4 separate regions of the Sus scrofa genome follow, and regions 2, 3 and 4 are each linked to region 1. Evidence: chromatin contacts called from public Hi-C data. All regions are on one chromosome and are shown on one strand. Each heading gives the region's core, a stretch centred on a gene start, on an enhancer-like site or on the middle of the called end of the contact. The rest is flanking DNA. Distances are from core to core; before and after follow the strand shown. Region 1 overlaps DCLK2 (serine/threonine-protein kinase DCLK2). Region 2 has its middle 57 kb from the start of DCLK2. Region 3 has its middle 19 kb from the start of DCLK2. Region 4 holds the start of LOC102165147 (formin-like protein 5).

The links. Hi-C and Micro-C count contacts between places; a contact is called where the count stands out from the background.
Region 2: a Hi-C map of embryonic fibroblasts shows a contact between it and region 1, with 2.7 times the contacts expected there. The contact joins two enhancer-like sites. A contact is called at or near these places in 18 of 47 Hi-C or Micro-C datasets (alveolar macrophages, brain, embryonic fibroblasts and 11 more) and 1 of 2 datasets of contacts at active chromatin or transcription factors (skeletal muscle).
Region 3: a Hi-C map of embryonic fibroblasts shows a contact between it and region 1, with 3 times the contacts expected there. The contact joins two enhancer-like sites. A contact is called at or near these places in 3 of 47 Hi-C or Micro-C datasets (embryonic fibroblasts and epiblast stem cells).
Region 4: a contact with region 1 is called in a Hi-C map of embryonic fibroblasts, with 1.7 times the contacts expected there. The contact joins the promoter of LOC102165147 here to the enhancer-like site in region 1. A contact is called at or near these places in 5 of 47 Hi-C or Micro-C datasets (alveolar macrophages, embryonic fibroblasts, epiblast stem cells and 2 more).

What each region holds. Positions count from the first base shown.
Region 1 is chr8:78,711,231-78,714,927 of Sscrofa11.1, reverse strand. All of the region lies in intron 9 of DCLK2 (serine/threonine-protein kinase DCLK2), which reads left to right. Among named protein-coding and RNA genes, the nearest start is that of DCLK2, 140 kb to the left of the region's middle. Within about 2 kb of position 1,722, at least 11 of the 83 cell types and tissues checked have an H3K27ac peak or open chromatin away from gene starts, as enhancers often do. A contact at or near this core is called in embryonic fibroblasts, where this site is marked.
Region 2 is chr8:78,910,336-78,914,032 of Sscrofa11.1, reverse strand. No RefSeq gene overlaps it. Among named protein-coding and RNA genes, the nearest start is that of DCLK2, 57 kb to the right of the region's middle. Within about 2 kb of position 1,837, at least 9 of the 83 cell types and tissues checked have an H3K27ac peak or open chromatin away from gene starts, as enhancers often do. A contact at or near this core is called in embryonic fibroblasts, where this site is marked.
Region 3 is chr8:78,872,270-78,875,966 of Sscrofa11.1, reverse strand. No RefSeq gene overlaps it. Among named protein-coding and RNA genes, the nearest start is that of DCLK2, 19 kb to the right of the region's middle. Within about 2 kb of position 1,921, at least 2 of the 83 cell types and tissues checked have an H3K27ac peak or open chromatin away from gene starts, as enhancers often do. A contact at or near this core is called in embryonic fibroblasts, where this site is marked.
Region 4 is chr8:78,852,820-78,856,516 of Sscrofa11.1, reverse strand. LOC102165147 (formin-like protein 5) reads right to left here and starts at 1,737. Exons shown (of 2, transcript XM_005666833.2): 1 at 1,719-1,737; 2 at 859-1,631. The coding sequence starts at 1,737. The coding sequence ends at 859. DCLK2 (serine/threonine-protein kinase DCLK2) reads left to right here and starts at 1,608. Exons shown (of 17, transcript XM_021100647.1): 1 at 1,608-2,321. The coding sequence starts at 1,901.

The DNA.
Region 1 (3,697 bases), core at 473-2,972:
TAAGTATATGTATAATTGATTCACTTTGCTGTACCCCTGAAACTAACACAACATTCTAAGTCAACTATACTCCAACAGAATTTTTAAAAAATTATGATCCCTTTAAAAAAAGAGTCTTCCATGTTTCATACTCTGATATTTATCCTGAGTATTTCTCAAATTCCCATCAGTTAGGAAGCCCTGAGCTTGGAAGTGGCCCTTCCTTCTCTTCCTGTCATTCTGCGTTCATTATCCCCTTGTTCTGGGTCCAGGCAGGACAGAAATCCAAATGCATATGGTCTTAGTTTCCTCAGGCTGTTGGAGTAAATTACCACAAATTTGATGGCTTACAACAGAAACTTATTTTCTCACAGTTCTGGGAGTAAAAGTCCCAAATCCATGCTGACCTATAGGGTTTTGGGGAGAATCTGTCCTTTGACTCTAAAGAGCTTCTGGTGGCTGAGTGTTCCTTGGCTTGTAGCCACATCACTGCAAGCTTTGCTCCATCTTCACTTCTCCTTCTCCTCTGTATGTTTATTTTTCCTCTTCTGTGTGTGAAATCCCACCCCCCCTCCCCCGCTTGGGTCTCATAAAAACACTTGTGATGGCATGCAGATAATCCACAGTTATCTCTTTTTCTCTCTCTCTCTCTTTTTTTTTTTTTTTTTTTTGTTTGTTTTGTTTTGTTCTTTTAGGTCTGCACCTGTGGCATATGGAGGTTCCAGCCACTGGCCTACAGCACAGCCACAGCAATACCAGATCCAAGCTGTGTCTGTGACCAACACCGAAACTCACGGCAATGCTGGATCCTTAACCCACTGAGCAAGGTCGGGAATCGAACCCAAGTCCTCATGGATGCTAGTCAGTTTTGTTAACCATTGAGCCACGAGAGGAAATCCCACAGTTATCTCTTCATTGCAGAATCTTTAATCACATCTCCAAAGATATTTTTTCCAAGTACAGTAATATTTACAAGTTCTAGGCATTATGACTTGCTAATGTTGTGTGGCTATTATTCAACCTGCTGCATTTGTCCACCACAGAAATCACATAGAGTGCTCTGAAGAGCTTCTCTCCCTCACTGTATTATCCTCAGCAGTATTCACTCCGCAATAGAGGTACCAGCTGTAAAGCCACTGTTGACCGAGAGCACAGTGTGTTTATGCCTCCACTTACTCAAGCACTTCAGAACAAACTGTGCTAGTTGCTGGAGAGCGAGGTCAACGGAAACCTCCACCACGGCAGGGTGACAGCCACGGTTGGAGCACGCTCAGGGGGCAATGAGAATAAAGGGGAGGGGTTCCTAATCCAGCCATGGTTGAGCCGGGGAGGCTACCACGAGGAGGTGAGATTTCATGAGATCCTGGGGAATAAGTAGAAGTTCACCAAGAAGAGGGGAAGGCAAGTTCTAAGGCAAAGCAAATTGCCTGTGCAAACACCTGGAGGTCTAGATGGGAGATTGGCCAAAGGGATAGAGCAGAGGGGATGGTGTATTCAGGCTGTTAAGAAGCCAGATGTAGGGGACTGGTGGTTGGCTGTGCCAGAGGGGGTGGGAAGGAGGGTGGGCGAGGAGCTCCCCTCTGCTCTGTGCAGCCAGGTTTCTTCCATGGGACAGAGGACACAGGAGGGAAGGCCTGGAGACAAGATGATTCGTCTGCTTTGGGAGAGTTGTTTATTCATCCCCTAATCCATTTCTCTCTGGCCCTGGCTGGCTGTCTCTCTCTTCTCTGCTAAAAACCACCATGGCCAAGGAGAAGGCAGTATCCTTTGCCAAGTCGGCCAGCCGTTTTCTCCTCTCTCACAAAACTAGGGCACACAGCCATGAAATGATTCATATGTAAATTATCTGGAGTTAGAATCATGAATCACTTAACATAAATAATGGTAAATGACTGAATAATGTAAGTTCAGTGCAGTTCAAGACAAAAGCGATGTTCACATCCGCATCGAGAAATGTTTTCCTGGAACACGTCATCTAGAGCATTTTTACATGTGAGAAACAAAGCTGACATATGTGTTGCTTAAGAAATAGGAAGATGCTGTTCATAAAGGTTTCGGGGCCCTGTTCCGTTTTGCTTCTGAGGATGGTTTAGTTTAAAAGGTGACTTTTTCCTTCAAAGGCATTTTTACCCGGCATCATCGCATGTTGGGAAACAAAGGCTAATAGCTCCCTTGTCCCAACAAAACCCTTCACTGTGTACGTGGAATGCGAGCCATGGTTGAGTAGCATACACTAAGCCAAGATAGTGAATAATGGTGGAGAAAATGCTGCGATACACATCTAACATTTGAAATGTAGCACTGCCCTGGTTGAACTTCCACAGTGTGTAGCCCAGAAGGCTCTCTGTTGTGTGTTTCAATGAAAAGATGACTTTGGGGAGTTCCCATCGTGGCACAGCAGAAACGAATCTGACTAGGAACCATAAGGCTGCAGGTTTGATCCCTGGCCTTGCTCAGTGGGTCAAGGATCCATCATTGCCATGAGCTGTGGTGTAGTTTGCAGATGTGGCTTGGATCCTGTGTTGCTGTGGCTGTGGTGTAGGCCAGCAGCCGTAGCTCCGATTAGACCCCTGGCCTGGGAACCTCCATATGCTGTAGTTGTGGCCCTAAAAAAAAAGCAAAAAAGAAAGAAAAAAAAGATGACTTTGGGGAGGTGTCGTCTCTCTATGGGGAAGACTCCTGTTTTAACTCCGTTTTGAGAGTTCTTGGCATACTGGTGATGGGGATTATTTTACATAGGTCAGTCTAAATGAGCATCCCAAATAGAGCCCCTGAATAGAGGGAACTTTATAGACTCTTCTAACTTTAGGGAAACGGGAAGGAGGGAGGAGGATTGTAGTGCAAGACCCATTTGGCTTAAAATCAAAGGCCTGAAGTTCCTGTTGTTGCTCAGTGGGTTAAGAACCTGACATAGTAGCTATGAGGATGTGGGTTCAATCCTTGACCACACTCAGTGGGTTGAGGATCCAGCACTGCCACAAGCTTCGGTGTAGGTTGCAGAGGCGGCTCGGATCTGGTGTTGCCATGGCTGTGGTGTAGACCAGCAGCTGTAGCTCTGATTGGACCCCAAACCTGCGAACTTCCATGTGCAGCAGGTGCATTCCTAAAAGCAGAAACAAAAGGTACATCCACCCCGGCTTGTTACTGTAATTAAGGACATGGTTGGCACAGATGATTCAAAGCCTCCTAAGCAAGCATATGGATGTGGAGAGTTTATGGGGGCTTTCCTTTGTCTCTTTGGCCATGAGGGGTTGGCTGCACAGCTGCTGCTCTCGGGAGGGACCAGGGCACTGCCTGCTGCCTAGCACTGCTGCTCTGTGACTCAGGCCTGTGGGATTGGAAGCAGGTAGCCCTGTGGCCTCCCAGCCATGAATGGTTAGGGTCTGAGACCGCTGTTCTCCCACGTCTGCCAAGTCTAGTCTAAAGCCGGTCTAAGACCTCCCGCCCTGCTCATTAATGGGCATGGGTTCTCTTTCTGGTATGAAGCCTTGACCACAAACTCCCTGTGATACTGCTTCTCATCCCCATCTTTTCAAGGAATTAGTTTCAGCTTTGCAGCTATCATTTTTGAAAAATTCCAACTCAACTTTAAAGCATCCCTCTTTGAAAGGGGATGTGGTGCAGTACAAAAAAATGTGGACTTGGATGTCAGGAACCTAGGTTTGCATCCCCCTCAAAGGACTGTCCTAAGGATAAAGTGTTAAGACAGTGTACAGGG
Region 2 (3,697 bases), core at 588-3,087, 200 kb before region 1:
AAAAAAATATATATCTGGGAGTTCCTGTTTGTGACTCAGCAAGTCAAGAACACGACATAGTGTCTGTGAGGATGTGGGTTTGATCCCTGGCCTTAATGGATCTGGCGCTGCCACAAGCCGCAGTGTAGGTTACAGATGCTGTTCTGATTTGACCCCTGGCCTGGAAACTTCCACTTCCATATGCCACAGGTGTGGCCATAAAAAGGAGGAAAAAAAGGCAAAAAATATCTGAAGCCCTTGCAGTTGCCATCTCTAGAGTAGAGCCTCATGATTAAACGGCAGCATACAAACCCCTGGTGTGCACATAATCCAGACTAGATAAACTAAAAATGTAGGGGTTTTTTGCCCTTTTTAGTTTGTTGGGGGCGGGGGTTGGCCACACCTGTGGCAAATGGAAGTTCCTGGGCCAGGGATCAAATCCAAGCCACAGTTGCCAGCCTATGCCACAGCCACAGCAATGCCATATCCTTAACCCACTGTGCTGGCTGGGGCTGGAACCTGTGCCACTTCAGGCACGATGCCGGACCCTTAACCGACTGTGCTACAGCGGGAACTCCAAAGTGTAGTTTTAACTAATAAATATTACTCTGGGCTCATAACAAGTGACATTTCCTCTAACTGAAACATTCTTTTTTCTTTGCCTAGGGAAAGTCTACTCATCCGTTACAGCTCAGTTAAAAGATTGCCTAGTACTGTAAAGAATTCCTGCCAAGGTATGAGCATTCCCTGTGGTGGTATTAGTTTAACCGTTTGGTAGATGAGGAAACGGAGGCTTAGGAAGCTAAGTGATCAGCCCAGGTTCGGAGGGAGAAGTAGAATTCAAGCCCTGGGATAATCATGCTGAATCCTGTGAGGGAACCTGTGGGGACATGCTGAATGAGAAAGACCTAGTCAGTTCAATTCAAGCCTTCATTAAGAATCTGTGCTCTGGAGTTCCCGTCGTGGCGCAGTGGTTAACGAATCCGACTAGGAACCATGAGGTTGTGGGTTCGGTCCCTGCCCTTGCTCAGTGGGTTAAACGATCCGGCGTTGCCGTGAGCTGTGGTGTAGGTTGCAGACGCGGCTCGGATCCCGCGTTGCTGTGGCTCTGGCGTAGGCCGGTGGTTACAGCTCCGATTGGACCCCTAGCCTGGGAACCTCCATATGCCGCGGGAGTGGCCCAAGAAATAGCAACAACAACAACAACAAAAGACAAAATAATAATAATAATAATTAAAAAAAAAAAAAGAATCTGTGCTCTCTTGTATGTGACCATGTGCTTGAAGATGATTGAACAGGGATAAAATACAGAGAATTATGAGAAACAAAAGTATCTGACATAACTGGCTCAGAGATATGATTTTATTGCACAGGTCTGAGATGAAGGAGCAGTGTTTTACATCTTTATTTTTTTTAATCAGGTGTGTACCAAAGCCCAATAAAGTCCTTTCCTGCAATAATCAAGATGCCTAAGTCTGTTATAACCTAAAATAAATGCATTGATGATGTATATCAAATAGCCTGCCACATAATGGGTGCCTAGTAAATATGGAATAAATAATCTACATGGGTTACCATTTATTTCATGGTCAGACTCAATTTCAGGCTACAGACTCTACCTAACACTCTCATGGAAACAATTTCTTTGATATCCATAATGTCAGATAGTTAAGGTAGTGTGAAGGCCCCCTTTTAGAAATCACCTAGTCAATTACTATTGAACCCTCAAAGGCACAGAGAAACAATGCAATTTTCCCACACAAGGCATGTTTCAGAGCAGATAACTCATGCACAGTGTTATTTAAATTCCTTAGGCACGCCCAGTGTAAGCAGAGACTGTGTGAAAAACTCAGTTATCTATTTAGTCATCTGGGAAAGATGAGTCAGGGCAGTTATAAAATGTCAGACATTCCAGCCAGTATAGTAAAGCACAATCTAACTTCCCCTACAGTGGAAAAAAAAAAAAAAAAATCAGGGCATTGGTATGTAAAGTACATCTCCCAACTCACAGACACGTCTGAGGACATACAAACTCAACAGAAGACTGCAGAGCTCTTTACACAGTGGACCAATTAAGGGCGTGGGATTATCCTTACAAAAGGATAATGGTGACCACAGAGGCACTGGATCAATGCAGCATAAAAGGCAAGACTGTAGAGGTGGTCGTAGAACTTCTTGACCCAGCTGAAAATGGCAGTGATTTCTTTATTGGCCTTCTGGTCTACAGATGACACAGATTCTAAGCAGTAAGCAATGGAGAAGTGAATGCCCTCTCACATTTGGTGTCTTAGCACTGCTGTAACCCATCAGGAGGACAGCGCTAATAAGAAACAGGCTTAGCTCATCATAACGTAGCATCTTTGACTCCGAAACCAATAATATCTGGCGATGAGGAAGGATGCCCTTCTCTCAGAAGTTCAATCCCATAGAGGTTCTTTGAAGAGTAAGTGACAAAATGGCAGCCTTTGAAGGGAAGGAAAAAATTTTACAAACCAAGCAAATATTTGAAAGCTTTTCTTTTTTGAGAAAGTGTCATGGGTTGTACATGTTCTTTCTTGAGTAGGGTGAAGTCATTTCTACAGTTGCCCGAGAAGCACATTTCCTTTCATCACTTTACTGAAATGAGAACGTTCTGTGAGTTCATCTGCTGCTGATACCCATTCATGTTTATATCACAAACAAAATTAGAAATAATTCTTAGGGGAGTTCCCATCATGGCTCAACGGTAACAAAACCGACTGGGATCCATGGGGATATGAGTTTGATCCCTGGCCTCACTCAGTGGGTTAAGGATCCAGCATTGCTGTGAGCTGTGGTGTAGGTCATAGACATGGCTTGGATCCCACATTGCTGTGGCTGTGGTTTAGGCTGGCAACCATAGCTCCAATTTGACCCCTAGCCTGGGAACTTCCATATGTTGCAGGTGCTGCCCTAAAAAGACCAAAAAAAAAAAAAAAAAAAAAAAAAAAAAGAAAGAAAGAAAAAAGAAAAAAAATAATTCTTAGAATTCTAGAATCTACAATCTGATTTTAATACACACACACAGAGAGACTATCCCAGGTATAACATAAATCTCTGGTGTTTGACTCCAAAAGCCCCTTGTTGAACAATTTCTTTAGGTTTGGTTGCCTTGTTGATAAGCCATAAAGTTAGGTTTTACAAAGGCCTCCACCTCACAGGGTGAAAATGTCAAAATTTATTGACAGCAGCCTTAAGTAGGGGTGCTTTTTAAGTGCGGTATTCAAGCCCAGTCTTAGCTTATGTGACTTTGGTATCAGCATAATTGATACAGCTCCCCAGGCTTGTGAAATGGGATGGGAAACATATGCCCATAGGTTGAGGATCTTATCTTGACATGATACTGAACTTTACTGTACTTCAGTTTCTTCATGTATAAAAATGGAGGTAATAAAAGCACTACCATCCCTGAAAAATGCTTAGAACAATTGCTGGTATATCGTAAATGTTCAATAAATGGTGACCATTATATTTTTTCTTTCTTTTTTTTTTGTTTTTTGTTTTTTGTTTTTGTTTTGTCTTTTTTTTAGGGCTACACCCGAAGCATATGGAAGTTCCCAGCCTAGGGGTTGAATTGGAGCTGCAGTCACCACCCTATACCACAGTCGTAACAACACAGGATCTGAGCTTCATCTGGGACCTACACCACAGCTCATGGCAACATTGGACCCTTAATCCACTAAGCAAGACCAGTGATCAA
Region 3 (3,697 bases), core at 672-3,171, 160 kb before region 1:
AATAGGAAAAGCAACTCTCCATCTCACTCAGCGGGCCCCTGGAGTGAGATTCTGCTGACTCTTCCTTGCTGGGACAGCCTGAAGCCACCAAGAAAGAGATGCAACAGAGTATGAGATGCAAAAGAGAATGAGTTAATGAGCTGCCACCAATTACTACTTTGAAAGAAAACCTCTATCCTTGAGGCCTTATTTGTAAAAAGGATTTTTAAGTGGACTCAAGGAATACAGCTTTTGCCTCCCCCCAAAAGAAAAACCTGTAGAAAAAACAGAATACCATGGTCTGCTGTGGGTGGTGATGATGTTTATGGACCATTATCTCCAAGGTCAGTCTCCCTGCCCCCTCCTAGGACATTGGGACATGGATGGAGGCCCAGGGTATCAGCCCCTTAGCGGCTCCATCTCATCTTTGATCCCACACAGTCTCTGCTGCAATATTCTGCAATATTAGGTGCCCACTGAATAATGTGTAAATATCTTACATGAACAACGCACAGCACAGAGCCATGAGATGAGGTTCAGGAGTGATTCAAGGGTCTGGGTATCAGGGATGGCACACATCACTGGGTTCATTTTTAAGCTGGAGAAGTCAGGAGAATACCCATGCTTTTTGCATAACTAAATCTGATCTTCACCATGACCTGGTAACTTTGGTTCACCATGGATTCCCCTGGTTCTAAAAGTGCCTGGCACACAACAGACCGTTATAATAAATTTCCTTTGAAAGGATTTGTTTGACTCCTCCTCTAACACGTATTGGCTGGATTACATGGCCCACTGGGAAGGCAGATCGCTCTGCCCCTTCACTTTGCTCCTTCAGCATGTAGGGAACTAAAACTCAGAGAAGTCTGATACTTGCCCAAGCTCTGAGGCTAGGAAGGGATCCAGTTACGTGTTATACTCCTAATCCTTGCTCTACATCATGCTGAGAAGCTATTTCCATTGAGGAAACAAAATTTTGTCTCTTCGGCATAACATTTGCGTCTGGCCAATGGCAATCAGGTGATCAGCAGCAGATCCAGAAACTCTCCTCTCACCAAAGAATGAAAATGTTGCATTTTTCCTGGGTTAGGCTGGCAGAAGAACTGTATATCTGATGACTCATGCCCCACATAGAAATGTAAATGGGTAGGTTAGGCCCAGGATACGCACACCCCCAGGTTTGCTTGGCTCCGTTTGCCTGCTCCATGAAGAGTCCCCAGCCACTGCCACACATTTCCAAACTCCTAGAGCTTTTCCAGAATCCTCCTGAGGGAGGACCAGGCTTAGCCACAATCTCCATTACACCCATAATGGCAGGGTCTACAGCAGCGCTGGCACCCAGGCCTAACCTGCCTGGATCCACAGATGTTCTGCTCTTGGGAAAGTACAGTACCTGCACTGGCGCAATCTGCCTTCCCAGGGGGCCATGCAATTCAGCCAATACGTGTTAGAGGAGGAGTCAAAGAATCTGTTCAAAGGAAATTTATTATAAGGGTCTGTTGTGTGCCAGGCACTTTTAGAACCAGGGGAATCCACAGCAAACCAAAATTTCAGCTTTTAAGAAGCTCATCTTTTCTTGAGGAACCTCAGATTGTCTGACTTGGAGCCTGTGCTTCTACAATACATTGTCAATTCCAATGAACCCCCTAATGCATGCATGTTCTAACTGTCATTGCTATATTTGATAAGAAAAAAGAAACTAAATACATAGGGATCCATTATAACAAAAATATCCCCAAATGCCGAATCTCTAAGAGTTCTACTACTACTACTATATCCCTAAATAACATTGGAAGGTGTGTTGGGTGTGATTCAATCAGGAAACAGAAAGTGCTCTTCATGTTTCAAACTGAAAAGTACATGGGATTAGGTGCTAATAAAATGCCTGGCAGAGCTTGGTCTCTAGAAATGAATCGTAAAACCATTCCTTAGAAATGACTCACTGGGAAGCTGCTCCTCTGAGGCTACTGTCTGAACAACTGAGCTCAAGAACATATGGTCATAACAGTAGTGGAGAAGTTAGGAAGTGGGAATGGAGAATCTCATTCAGCTTCCTCTCCAGAGCTAATTCCTCTCAAGACATAGAAAGCTGGATGATGCACATGGTAGCATCACTAGGAGAAAACTCCACATTTCATGACCTTGTTTGCCAGCAGAATAAGGCAAACATCAAGAAAAACACCTCACTTTACTTCTACCTCCCAAATCTCATGCAAGTGTACGCAATTGGAGGAACCTAGCATGGGGAATGAAATTTTCAACATTCTGAGCTCTGCAGTAGAGGAATACACACTAGAAGAATGATTAAATAAAAACGAATTAGCCAGCCCACAACAGCCACGACACAGAAGGAAGACTGAGTTTATCACATTGAATGATCACTGTGGAATTACTAGTCAAGTCACATTTTCAACTTAGCACCTAGTATAACATCTGACACATAGTAGATGCTCAACAAAATTTAGTAAATAAAAGAATGAATCAATGAATAAACACATTGGGGATGTCACACACAAAAAAGAACTGTAATGGCTTTTTTCTTTTATTCTTCCTCTTTTTTTTTTTTTTTTTTTTGTCTTTTTGTCTTTTTAGGACCACACCCTCAGCATATGGAGGTTTCCAGGCTAGGGTTCTCATTGGAGCTATAGCTGCTGGCCTACACCACAGCCACAGCAATGCCAGATCTGAGCTCTATCTGCGACCTATACCATAGCTCATGGCACAGTCGGAGCCTTAACCCACTGAGTGAGGCCATGGATGGAACCAGCAACCTCATGGTTCCTAGGCAGATTTGTTTCCGCTGTGCCACGATGGGAACTCCCTATTCTTTTTTTTTTTTTTTTTTTTTTAATTAAGCCTAAAGGATGTTTGTGAACATCCTTGTGACGATTGTTTGTTCACTTATTTCAAATACAAACTGAAACATTCTTGATTGTCTCATTTCCCTTTTCTGTTTATCTAAGGAACTTTTAGAAAGCTCAGGAAGTCAAATAAAATTTAAAAGCTAGGAATCTAGATGTGTCTCCTTTCTTTTGCTGGACAATGAGTTTCCCTTTCAGACTTTCGTGGCTGCTATTGCTAAACGTTTCCTCCAAGGAGAAGTCTTCCTATTTTATTTTAGAAACTGAAGGCTGCAAACAGAGAAGGCTTTTGAAAATTGGAATCTCAAAAGGGAACTTCTGGGCAATGGCTCTTTATTTAGAACAGGATAGCAGCAATGTTGAGAAGATCATAAGAACACAGCCTTGTGGTCAGTCAACCTCTATCTTCTTTGTTCTGACCAATACCACACCTGAACAGCATTTGTCAAGATTACTTTTCACTCTCTTCCCCTATGGTGGATAGACAACCAAATCCACTTACCTGTAACAAAAATACATCCAGGCATTTCCTTGCTTAAATTGTAACTAGTTAGGATTGGCACTAAGTTGTACAGACTTTTATCACAGAATATTAGAACCAAAACAAATTTTAAGAGTCATATTGTACTACCCTCTTGTTTGCAGGTGAGCAAACGGACATACATTGAGGTCAAATGTTATTCTGTATATTCAGCCTCTACTCCTTACTTTGGTAACATTCTGTCACATACATTTGTTCCTCCAGTAAATATTTAACGTATATGGCACACAAAGCTTGGTGATAGGACTTATGTATGGACATGTTGGGATATTTTCAGCCACATGTGCCAAGACTACATCCAATAAGCCATACACAC
Region 4 (3,697 bases), core at 488-2,987, 140 kb before region 1:
ACGTTGAGGTCTGTCATGGCCCAATTTTATTTATGAATTTTTTTCCCCTGGAAAACTCCTTTGAAACCACAGATCAGCCCTGACTTCCCAGCATGCTCCAGTCCTGGTTCTAGAAGTCAGGTATGCCAAGGTGTGAGAATGAGACCGCCCTGGGAGAACTAAGATGCACTGAGCACGAATCTTCTGGACCACTGCATGCTGCTGAAGTACTACATATATTTTCACCTTCTCTTATTCATGCTCTTCCAGGACTCAGTTTATTCCCCCAAAATCATCCATGTTCTTACCTTACAGGTCAGTTTAGTTTGCTGTCTAGGGTGACTCAGAGATCCAGGTGCTGAATAACCAAAGGTTTCAGGGCACCTTAGCCACCTGTCAGATTAGAACCAAACTTCTTTTAATCTTTCCCTGATGGCAAAAATGGAAGTAACTAATATATTGCAAAGCCTTAGGAAAATAGGCTTTTACTGTTGACCAGGCACTATTAAACCAAGATTTCCAGTATGATGGGTGCTTACAAATGCCAGACCTATTACTTAATAAGAAGCTCAAATTGACTGCAATAAACATCACTTGAATGCGAGGGGGTGGGGGCAGGGATTGCCTGTTTCCTTTACTACGGCCTCCCCAGTGATGGACACAGAGCCCGGCACACTGAATGCTTTAATAAACATTTGTGGATTAAATAAATTCCTCAAAAACCAATAACTTCTGATCATTCAAAGTTACTGAATGTACTATGCTAGCGAATCTGCCATGGAAATTACTCTATCAAAGCATTTTTACATAACGCTCCAGATTTTTTTTTTTACAAGAAATTGCGTGCCTCGATTCAATGCCGTGGTTCGGATTCCTGCCCTAGGCCGGCCTTGGCTCCTCGTTTGGCGGCTGGCTGAGGGATGAAGTCCCTGCCCTTGAATCTCCTTCCTTTGTAGTTTTTGGCCTGCGCGGTTCCGCTTCCCAGGCGGAGAAGCGCGGGCCGCGGCTGCGCCCATCAGTGCGCAGCGCGGGTTTGTGGCTGTCAGGCGGGCGGGGCAGCCTAGGACCCAGGAGGAGCCGCTCCTCTCCCGCTGCAGAGCCTCCGCGCAGACCCGTCCGGCCCCCTCCTCCCCGCTCACCTCCGCCCTCCGGGGTTTGGCAGCCCTGGGGCGGGGGAGGGGGCAGGAAGCCTCCTCCAGCCCTGACAGCCGGCCCGGCAGGCTGCGTGGTCGGGCCCGGGCACCGATGCTCGCGGGCGGGCTGGGCCGGCCGGCGGCAGGGGCGGCGGGCTGCGTGATTCCCCGCTAGGGCCGGTCTGTGGGAGGGACGCGCCCCTCGGGCAGGGCCAGGGGGCCAGCGAGGCGGCGGCGGCGGCGGCGGCGCAGCATCCCGGGCCTCCCGCCGGGCGCTTGGGCGGGCGGGGGCCGGGCCGACGCCCCCGCGGGCCCGCGGCGCCTCCTCAGCCCCTCCTTCCCTTCCTTCCCCCGGGCTCTCCCGGGAGTCGCAGGCGGACGCGAGCAGCGGTGGGCGCCCGAGCTTTGTGTGCGGCGGCGGCTGGCCCGGGGCGAGCCTCGGGTTGCCCAACTTGGCGGCGGCGGCCGGCCGGCTCCGGGGCGGGAGTGGTGAGGCGTGGCCGGGAGGAGGAGGAGGCGCTAGGGGGGGCGTGGAGGGATCGAGCGGGGCGCGCCGGACAATGAGCTGGGCGGCTCGGCGCTGCGGCCACTTTTAGGGGGGGGCGCGGGCAGGCCGGCGCCTCATCCGCTCCACCTGCAAGGAGAGGGCGGGATGCCAGAGCCAGGTGTCCCGGCGCTCTAAGGCCCCTTGCAGCCTGACGTTCCTGAACCGGTTCTCACCTTGACACCGGGCTACCTGGCGGATTTGACTGGGACGTGTTTGGTGTGGCGGCCTCGGAGCAGCCACGATGGCCAGCACCAGGAGTATTGAACTGGAGCACTTTGAGGAACGGGACAAAAGGCCCCGGCCGGGATCGCGGAGAGGGGCGCCCAGCTCCTCCGGGGGCAGCAGCAGCTCGGGCCCCAAGGGGAACGGGCTCATTCCCAGCCCGGCGCACAGTGCCCACTGCAGCTTCTACCGCACGCGGACCCTGCAGGCCCTGAGCTCCGAGAAGAAGGCCAAGAAGGCGCGCTTCTACCGGAATGGGGACCGCTACTTCAAGGGCCTGGTGTTTGCCATCTCGAGCGACCGCTTCCGGTCCTTCGATGCGCTGCTCATGGAGCTCACCCGTTCCCTGTCGGACAACGTGAACCTGCCCCAGGGAGTCCGCACTATCTACACCATCGACGGCAGCCGGAAGGTCACCAGCCTGGACGAGCTGCTGGAAGGTAGGAGGGGAGGGCCGGGAGCGGCAGGTGCGGCGGCGACCGGCAGGTGCACCCGCCCGCCCAGGCTGGGGAGCCTGTGGGGATTCTAAGAGGCCGCGGGAATTGTGTGCTAATGTCTGCTTTCCTGCAGGCTGTAGGTGTGGGGCTCGCTTCCGCACATACCCAGGCGGTCCTTCCCAAAAGATGTGCCTTTAAAAGAAAGAAAGAAAGGAAAAAAAAAAATCTTAAAGGGCTTTGATGACATCTCTTTCATCTCTTTAGATTGGTGAACTTGTTTTTGTGCTTTTTTTTTTTTTTTTTTTTGAAGTGCAAACTCTTTGTGACAGTGGCTCTTGTGTAAGGATCTGGGTAACCCTCTAATAAGCTGTCTGTTCAGCCCTCTGTGTGGACCTCAGTGCAGGCACCTGTGGTGTTTCAGGACCCTGCTGACCGTCTCTACTAAGAAACTGTGGTTGTAGAATACCCTAGTTTGGCTTTCCTGGTTTGGCTTGCAGCAGAAGTTCCATGAGGTCCAGAGGGCTGTTCCTAAAACCAGTTCTCAACTTTGGTTGCATCTTGGATCACTGGGGACTTTAAGACATCTGGGTGCCTGGGCCAGACGCCCAGGCATTTGGATGTCATTGGCTTGGGGTGTGGCCTTTGGGCATCTAGAGTTTTAAAAGCTCCTCAGGTGATTTGAATGTACCACAAAGATTGAGAACCACTGTGCTGAATTTGGTTGATGATGAGGTGAACCAAGGTCAGTCTCTCCTGCTTGCTCCCCTACTGATAGTAGCTAGTTGGGGCCTCTTATAAACTAGAGGGCAACTATAGTGGCAACCATGCTTCACTCAGAGGGATTGCTTGGCTGGATGATGTGTCATCCTTGAATTCTTCTTTCCCGTCAGAGAGAAAGCGTTGTTAGTAGTAAAGGATCTATATCCAGATCTGAATGCCACCCGTAAGAATTAGAGCCCAAGTATGTGCTGATTTTGTTTTTACATATTGTCTGCTCTCATGCATCCTTTGTAATGCAGATGGTGTGTTCCAGGTAGTCATAACAGCACTGGCTTGGTAGGGAAAAGAAACAACTTGCAGCCAAGTATTTTCTTACATTAGTTCATCCTGTTCATATATTCTGAAGGCTTTAGGTCCATTTTACACATTAGAAAACTTAAGCAACATGCTGTGTCCCACAGGACCTGCAGCATATGCCCTTTCCTCCACAATTCACTTTTAAGACAGAGACGTAACCACACTGTGGAGTCCCGAAAGTGGCTGAGTTTCTGTTTAGTCACTGTTACCAAAAGTTTCCCCTGTCCATGCTAGATGAAGACCTAGCCAAAATGGTTGTGCGCTTGTGTGTGTGTGTGTGTGTGTGTGTGTGTGTGTGAGTG